Linked DNA regions of Mus musculus: region 2 is linked to region 1. Evidence: chromatin contacts called from public HiChIP or PLAC-seq data. All regions are on one chromosome and are shown on one strand. Each heading gives the region's core, a stretch centred on a gene start, on an enhancer-like site or on the middle of the called end of the contact. The rest is flanking DNA. Distances are from core to core; before and after follow the strand shown.

Region 1 (3,900 bases), core at 892-3,391:
CCTCCAGGCATCCCCCTTCCCTGCGGCAGTTTTGCATTTCTTATCTATACTTTGTTGCTGAAACCAATCCTTGGCATGTGGGCCATATACAGAGCGCATATGGGACACTTCAGAGAGCAGCTACAGCCTTGACTCAAATGCCTTGCTTTCCAACTCCGTCTTTATTTCTGACTCATGGTGATGCCTTTGTTACCTTTTACTATCATATATGCATAGAACAGATTGTCTGTTCTGTCTAAGACCTAGAACCACAGCATGGATGGTTTTTAGACCATTGATTGTATTTTGTAGAACCAGACTAAAACTGTTTTCCCTAATAAAAATCAACTTTATCACGAATTCATTGTTTTTAATAGCTGAGTAGAACTCCATTGTGTAAATGTAACACATTTTCTGTATCCATTCCTCTTTTGAGGGACATCTGGGTTCTTTCCAGCTTCTGGCTATTATAAATAAGGCTGCTATGAACATAGTGGAGCATGTGTCATTACATGTTGGAGCATCTTCTGGGTATATGCCCAGTATTGCTGGGTCCTCAGGTATGTTCTGTCTACACCCATACAAACATGGCATATACTCACATAGACAAATACATATGCACACAAGTAAAAATAAAAAGGCCTAAAGCCATATAATTTATCCTAGTCTCAATTTCAAAAAAGTACCCAGGGGGGGGGGAAACCTATAATTTAAGCCCATAGATAGCCCAGACCTCAAATTAGAAACTGTATTTCACTTGGCCTCAAAGAAATCCTTCAGAATTTTCTAGATTCTCTCAGAAATCCTTTTATTCTGCAGTTTCCTCTAGATCACACATACAAAAATCACTTCCTATTTAAGTTTTCTCTGTTTACTCTCAACAAATCCCACTAGCTTGCATCTTCATTTACATTCATTTGTTGGAACTTTTCTAAATGCTTGCTATGTTTTAAATTCTAGAGATGTGACTAAAATCCAAACAAACTCCTGAACTCATGTTTTAAAAAATCTATAAAAGTAATAAACAAATTAATAAATTTATTTTAGATTCAACTGTACAAAATGGTCAACATTCGGCTCTTCCTGACCCACCGCGAGACAATTTCCTATGATTCAACTTAATAGGATGTGGCAATCTGTAGTCCTAAGAGCTGGGGGTGGGGAGAAGATGGCAGGGGAAGTGGAAGGAAAGCGATGGGGAATGTGTGAATGTTCTATTTTAGACAGCACAGCCATAAAAGCCTCTCTTCTAAAGTGCCAGTTGGACAGAGACAGGAGGGACGTGAGGAAATGAGTCATGTGGACCTCTGGAGGAAGAAGATTCTAATTGAGGGAAATGTAGGTGGAAAGGCTCTGAGAAGGAGTGTACGTACACAGCATATTTCAAGGAACCTCAGGGAAGGCAGAGGTACCGGGATGAAGGCTCAGAGAGTAAGAGTGGAGCAAGATAAAAACGACAGGGGTCCGAAGCAGCCTGGGAGTACCGTGGCAGTTGCAGTAAGAATGTCTGACTCACCCCTAAGGAGGTTCCTAGGAAGAACTTTGGTGACCTGGCAACTTTTGGTTTTAGTAATGAGAGACTTGAAACTTTAGGAACTTTACTTCCAGAGTAGAGCAAACAAAACAGGATAGATCCTAGACCATCCCAACTCACCCAGAACAGTTCTAATCTTTCTTTCAAAAACATCTTTCTCCATCAATTCCCCAAGTATAGTGCCAAACTTCCATGTATTGGCCATTTATTGATACAGTTATCACAACCATCTGTCAGCTTCTGATTCCAAAAAGAAATGTCCACATCTTCCTAAATTCAGACCCCCCACCCCCAACTCTGCACTTGCCTGACCCCACAGCCTTACATCTTTGTTCTGGGTTGCCCTCAGGAAAGGGGCGACATACCTGATCCACTTACAGCTGGCAGCCACCATGCAAGAAGCACCACCACAGAGGGGACATGTGGCTCCAACAGCCACAACTGTGCTTTCAGTCTCTTCCTAGACTGCTAACTGACAAGTAGGTGTGGCCTAAGTCATGGCAGGAAAGGGCCATCCTTGGCCCACTGCCAGGCAAGGTGGCTTTTCTGAGGCACCCCTAACCCTATTCCTATAGCTAGGCCACTCCTGCAGATGTTTCTCCACTCTGCAACTCTCCTCAGAAGGAAGTTGCTCAGGAGATTACAAGCCTTGGGGAGAAGCTGACCACAGCTCCACAGCATGAGGCTACTACAGCTTCTGCAACTTTTGGCCCTGTTTGCTTTATATCTTCATATAGGAGGAGGTGTCTTCTAGTAAGCATTTAGGTCACAACAAGTAATCGACCTTGTCACTAAGGCATAATTGTCAGAACAGAAACTTATGCCTGGTTCTCAGTACAATGGGCCATTCAAGAACAAATAAAATGCAATTGGTTCCAGTGACACAATCACCAACTGTAATTCTGTAATTTTTTTTATAAAAACCTTAAAGTTTAGTCTACTTGTAATATGCAAAATAGCTGAGGAGAAGGCATGACATTCAAATGTCACTAAATTACTGCTCAGCTCCAAGAGCTCACATACTTAAGATCTAACAGCTTGGAGCCTACGTAAGGTCACGAGAAATAGAATTGAAATGAATATTGAAAACCTATTCTCCACAAAGGTGCTCTGAGGAAGTATAAGCAGGCATACCTTTTTATGAAGAAAAACAATTCATTTGTACTGGAAAATGGAGTGAGAAAACAAATATCCAAATATTTCTCTACTCATAAACTCAGAAGAACCACACATCTTAAATATTCTAAGTTAAGCTAGATATTAGAATTTAAAGGGTTAGAAATTACAGTCCCACTTACTACTCAAAGCATGAATAAGTCCAAATAATGAAAAAGAAATTTAAAATAACTGCCTGAAAATCCCTTTATATGATCATCGTTCTCCTGCTAAAACGGGAAGATCTCGCAGTGCTCCACCTTGCACCCTGACCCAGATGGCTGTAAGCCCTTTTCTGTAAATATAAATGCTATCATCACACTCATATACTATGCTGAAAACCAGAGTCAGTGTTAAGAAAAAGTCCTTTGCAGAGTAGATATTGTTTGATTGTGAAGTGTCATCTGATGTTCTTTGCAAATGATAGGCGAACAATCATTTTGAGATAGTTTAACTTGACTACTCATTGCATGTAAAAGCACATTCTTCTTATGAGCTCATGAGAATATGTATCTTTAGAAACATCATCAAGATTTAAAAGGTATCACCAAGAAGGCAACCACCTGGGTCTGGACTCAAAGAAGTTCTGAGACTTGTACACAAGGGCCAGTATAGCACTAGACCTTTGTACTCCTAATGTTGAATATCTCCTTCAGCTGTTCAATAGGGTGATACATTAGTCAGCCTACCAGTGCTGTGTATAAAGAAGGAGTTTATTTAGATCATCATTTTAGAGATTCAGAGTCCAAGATGAGGCCAAACGACTTTTCTAGCCTCTAGTGAGAGCAGGATATTTTGACACATTCTACTTGAAACCTACGTAGAACCAAGTAATCACACCCCCCTAAAAAAATCAGAGAGAAAGAGCACGGGAGGGGCCATGATTGTTCCTGTTATAATAATCCTCTCATGAAAATTCAAGTCACTAGCATCCATTTCACACAAGATTTGCCAAAGGATCATATTTAAATCTCCAACTCCTTTAAATCTCTCCAGTGAACTCAGAACCTTCTATCAGATCCTATCTCCTAAAGGTTCCATCACCTTCCGATAGCACATTGAAGACTTTACACCAGGCCCTTGGAATACCAATCATGTTCAAACTAAGCTAAACTAAATCGGAAGGACTGGGATGGAAAATGTAACTGCACTCTAAAGCACAGAAATAGCCAGGCATGGCGACACATTCTTTTAATGTCAGCCCTCAGGAGGCAGAAGCACCAGTTTGGTCT
Region 2 (4,395 bases), core at 1,200-3,699, 440 kb before region 1:
CTAAAATCGCTCAAGAGCAGATCTCTCTCATTTTAAGGCAGGGTAACTTTCCTCATTGGTCCCTGTAGCTCACCATTTAACTTAGCATGTATCTTGTTTCCCTGACTCCATTCCTCAATGCCTGGAACTTTACTTAGAATCTTCTATTTGTTCTGGAATGCAAGAGGAACTCTTTGTTTGCACTGAGCCTGGCAATACACAGGGACACCTGGGAATCTTCAAACAAACAAACAAGCAAAAACCAATTTACTAAGCCTGATCACAATTCCTGCCCTTGGAATCTCAGGGTGACTAGGCCAGAGGATGTATGCATGTCTGGAAAGTTCAAGGTCCAGGAAACAGATGCCTTCCCATCATTCCTCTTAGACAGAAAAATCTCTCAATAGGTACAGACTGCAGATCATTCTTTTAATAATTTCGTACCATTAGATAAGTGTTGTTTATGACTATAAACTAAGTCATGGAGTTATTTAAAGCTCCCGTCCTCTCCTTTGCTGGGAGAATCCTCTTGCTTCCATTGGGGGAGGGCATCCTGGAGACAATAGCATGTCTAGCCTACACCCTGTAATTCAGAAAATGGATGTGTGCATTCTTTGTTCCAGCCAGAAATTAAATGCTTAAAACTCAAGTGCGGAGACTTACTTGTGTCTCCAAGCTATAAAGTTGGCTGTGGCTGATGATGTCACCCACTGCTGGCAAGGGAAGGGCTTAGAGATAGTTGAATGAGGGAGACACTTGTCAATGTTATTCTTATTTTAGAACTTTCCCACAGAGCACTGGCATTTTCAAAATTAGTGTTGATCCCATCAAGGAACTAGTATATGACATGTATGTTGGAGCTCTTTAGTGTAGTGTTTCTAAGCAATAAATACAAAGTTATCGCTTTTTGTAGTGAAGAACTTAAAAAGCCAATCTAGTAATCGTTGGTTGTTAATTTCCTACTTGCTTGGTAAATGCTGACATGCACAGTGGACAGAGTGTTCACAAGTCTCATGTTTAACCAGTTACCTGTAGCTGTGTGCTATATAGCATTTTCCACTGTTAAGGCAGGGGCAGCTTTTAGCTCTCCCGAAAGGCTGACTCAAAGAACTAAGGAGTACATGTCCCTCAAGCCAGAGCTGTCCCTCATAGACCTCAGATGAGCATGGCACAGTGTTTGCATAGAATCTCTGCAATCTGTCCATATTCTTTCAATCATCTCTATATATCCACGATGCTTAATACAAGTGCTGTGCAAACAGATGGTGTATTGCAGTGGTTCTGAGCCTTCCTAATGCCCCAAACTTTAAATACACTGCCTCTTGTCGTGGTAAACCCTGACCATATTTTTTTTTTCGAGACAGGGTTTCTCTGTGTAGCCCTGTCTGTCCTGGAACTCACTCTGTAGACCAGGCTGGCCTCGAACTCAGAGATCCACCTGCCTCTGCCTCCCAAGTGCTGGAATTAAAGGCATGCACCATCACTGCCCGGCCATAAAATTATTTTGTTGCCACTTGATCACTGTAATTTTGCTAGTGCTATGAATAGTGATGTAAATGTCTTATATAGAGAAATTTTGATATGTGAATGATACGTGAATGCTCTTGAGTTGCAAGCTCCAGGCTGAGAATAGTCCATCTGTGCCCAATTTACCTGTCATTTCCCCCCTGTAGTTTCTACTCATAGGCTTTAAAATTGTCATCAGAGAGACTTCATCAGCAACTGATGGGAGAAGATGCAGAATCCCACAGCCAAACATGAGGTAGTCCTGAGGAGGAGTGGGAGGAAGGATTGGAGGAACCAGAGGGGTCAGGGACACCGCAAGAATATAGCCCTGACCAGGACTCACAGGAATCAGGGAGTCTGCAGAGGTCTGACCTCGGTCAGCTGCATATGTTATAGCTGAGTAGCCTGGTGTTCTTGTGGGATTCCTAACAATGGGAACATGGGCTGTCTCTGACTTTTTTGCCTGCTTGTGGGACCCTCTTCCTACTGGGTTGCATCATCCAACCCTCTCTCTGTGTGTGTGTGTGTGTGTGTGTGTGTGTGTGTGTGTGTGTGTACAGCGGGGCTGGGCTGGGGAATGGGTGTGGAGGATCTGGGAGAGGAGGGAGGTGGAGGGGGTGGGAAGCTGGGGGAGGGGAGAGGGCAAGAACTACAGCTGGGGTGGAATATATGAGAGAATAAAAGAAAAACAACGAAAAAAGTTAGCCAAACCCTATTACAGTGCTTTAGCAATCTTGTAGACTACCACTAGGTGTCGCTCAAGCCTTAGAAACATTAAAGCGACGCTTTTAAATTTATTTTATTATTTATTTTTCTTTTTGGCGTTCAAGGGCTAACATAAAAATGCTTTCAGTGGGTTGGGTGGGTGGGTGGTGGGTAGGTGGGGACGTTACAGCCTTTTCCAGAGTTCCCAATCAGTGACATTCAGTGGCGTGTGCTGCTGCTAGTAGCCATGACATGGGGTGTAGAGCAGAAGTGTTCCCACTCTTTGTTGCTTATTTATCCTTTGGGTGTTACTACTAAACTAACGCAGGTCAAACATTGCCAAACTGTAAAATGACGGTTGGTTTTTATGTTCGAGCACGAAAGTGGCAACTATCTAGCAAATGAAAGCCTGTCGGAGTGCCTCAGCTCTAACTCAGCTCTCAAGAATCGTCACCTGGAGTCAGTGCCCACTGATTGGATTCCATTAGTTTGAATCCTGTTGGTGTCGTCTTCCTTATCGGTCAGCCCCCGTGTCACCACATCAGATCCACAGAGGACTTTCCCCCATTCTCCTGGTTACTCTGCCCTCTAACCTCCCCAACTTAACCTGCATTTTGGTCAAGGTTGATGCATGGTCTTGGTCAGTGAAACGTGGGAACATTTTTGGTGCGTATTGACCTTAAATACCTGAGGCTGTGTTAATGTCTGTGGCAACGGATTCACTTGGTAAGAGGGCCTCTTTCCCCAAACGCATAATTGGGAAAGAAGGTGGCAAGAAAGAGGCAGTGGGGGGTAGTTAGGAGGGATTTGGAGAATGGTAAGCCATGGATAGTGAAGGTCACCGACAGAGCTAAGGGGAACTTGGCCTCAAGGGAAACGGCACTGTTTCCTGTGGCACAAATGTTGCCGCAGAAGTCCAGGCTATCCAAAAAGCAATCGGCTGTCCTGACCTCAGGCACAGTGAGCGTCATCTTCTCTCCCATAGATGATCTGCCTGCCTGAGCCAGCCTCTTCCCTGGCAACAGGGAAGCCATGGGTCCGGATGAGAACTGCGGGAACCTCAGCCCCAGAGGTTTCGGTTTGGATTCTCCCGTGTGGCCCCTTCCTAAGTATCCCCCATCAAGGCGCGGGGCTTTTCTCACGCAGTTCTCATTTGTACAAACAGAAATAACCAAACCTCCCTGCAGTGACTGGGGCGCTGCTCCTGAGCCGTTTGCAAAAGGATTTCTCACGTTTAGATGTCCACTCCCTTAGATCTGGGTGAGTTCCAAGACTTTAGGCTTGGAAAGCAGAATGCTTTCCCCGATCCCTGTGGCCAGGCATAGGGGGATGCTAAATCCTGTTCCAATAGGTGCTCGACTGTCCCTTATGTCACCTGGTCACAGGTTTTTCTGGTTGTACCATTTCTTTTCACGCGTGTGACTTTAGAAAGCATGGTTTTAACAGCCCCAAGGAGTTTCCCTTTGGCTGCCTCTTCTCCCCCACCCCCCATTCCCCATAAGTGATCTCTCATACAGTCTGAGGCACCGGAAGCACCCTCTTATTAGCAGCTGAAGTGGCTCTCCCAGGCAATAGCAGGAGAAATACCAGAGGGCAAGTGCTGAACGTTGCTCACCTTCATGCTGGGTTAAGCTGCAGTTCGTTCACCCTGTGACATGATGTAATATTCCTAAATTCTGATAACAGTGAACTCGTCTATCCTTTCTACGCCTGTAAGGCTTGCTGTTAAGATGGTCTGTGATTTATTACTAAGCACTACCTGTCTGTATTTAAGTGATTCTTCGTGGGTATTTACTTCTGGTCCAGTCACAGTCTGTTTTGATGCTTGCTTACTGGTTTTTTGCTAAATGCACCGCTATGATTTTTGTTCTTGTTTGTTGTTGCTGTTGCTTTTGTTTGTTTGGTTTTTGGTTTGGTTTGGTTTTGCCTCCTTTAGAGCAGCAGAGAGTTTGGGTAAAAGTCACTCAGCAGGCCAGCCTTTTAATGGACCAGTCCTGTTGTATAGTAATGGGAGGAGCATTGCTGATGTTGGTTCTACAGCCCTAAGACACTGCTAAGACACTGACTCTCCCCCCCACCCCCACCCAAAGCATAGAAAACACATGTGTGCATAGATCATAAAGGTTAGTATCAGGGAGCAACTGTGGAGATGAACTAAAGTGTTTACCTCCATAGCTCATCACATCTTACCATCCAACTCACACA

The links. HiChIP or PLAC-seq counts read pairs in DNA pulled down with a chosen protein or histone mark.
Region 2: a contact with region 1 is called in an H3K4me3 HiChIP or PLAC-seq map of bone marrow-derived macrophages, with 6 times the contacts expected there. The contact joins two enhancer-like sites. A contact is called at or near these places in 1 of 15 datasets of contacts at CTCF or cohesin (large pre-B cells), 6 of 484 Hi-C or Micro-C datasets (the AML12 cell line, embryonic fibroblasts, embryonic stem cells and 3 more) and 3 of 115 datasets of contacts at active chromatin or transcription factors (bone marrow-derived macrophages and embryonic fibroblasts).

What each region holds. Positions count from the first base shown.
Region 1 is chr13:108,773,377-108,777,276 of GRCm38.p6, reverse strand. All of the region lies in intron 1 of Pde4d (phosphodiesterase 4D, cAMP specific), which reads right to left. Among named protein-coding and RNA genes, the nearest start is that of Pde4d, 120 kb to the right of the region's middle. Within about 2 kb of position 2,141, at least 78 of the 459 cell types and tissues checked have an H3K27ac peak or open chromatin away from gene starts, as enhancers often do. A contact at or near this core is called in bone marrow-derived macrophages and granulocyte-monocyte progenitors, where this site is marked.
Region 2 is chr13:109,211,020-109,215,414 of GRCm38.p6, reverse strand. All of the region lies in intron 3 of Pde4d (phosphodiesterase 4D, cAMP specific), which reads right to left. Among named protein-coding and RNA genes, the nearest start is that of Mir582, 110 kb to the left of the region's middle. Within about 2 kb of position 2,449, at least 27 of the 459 cell types and tissues checked have an H3K27ac peak or open chromatin away from gene starts, as enhancers often do. A contact at or near this core is called in bone marrow-derived macrophages and granulocyte-monocyte progenitors, where this site is marked.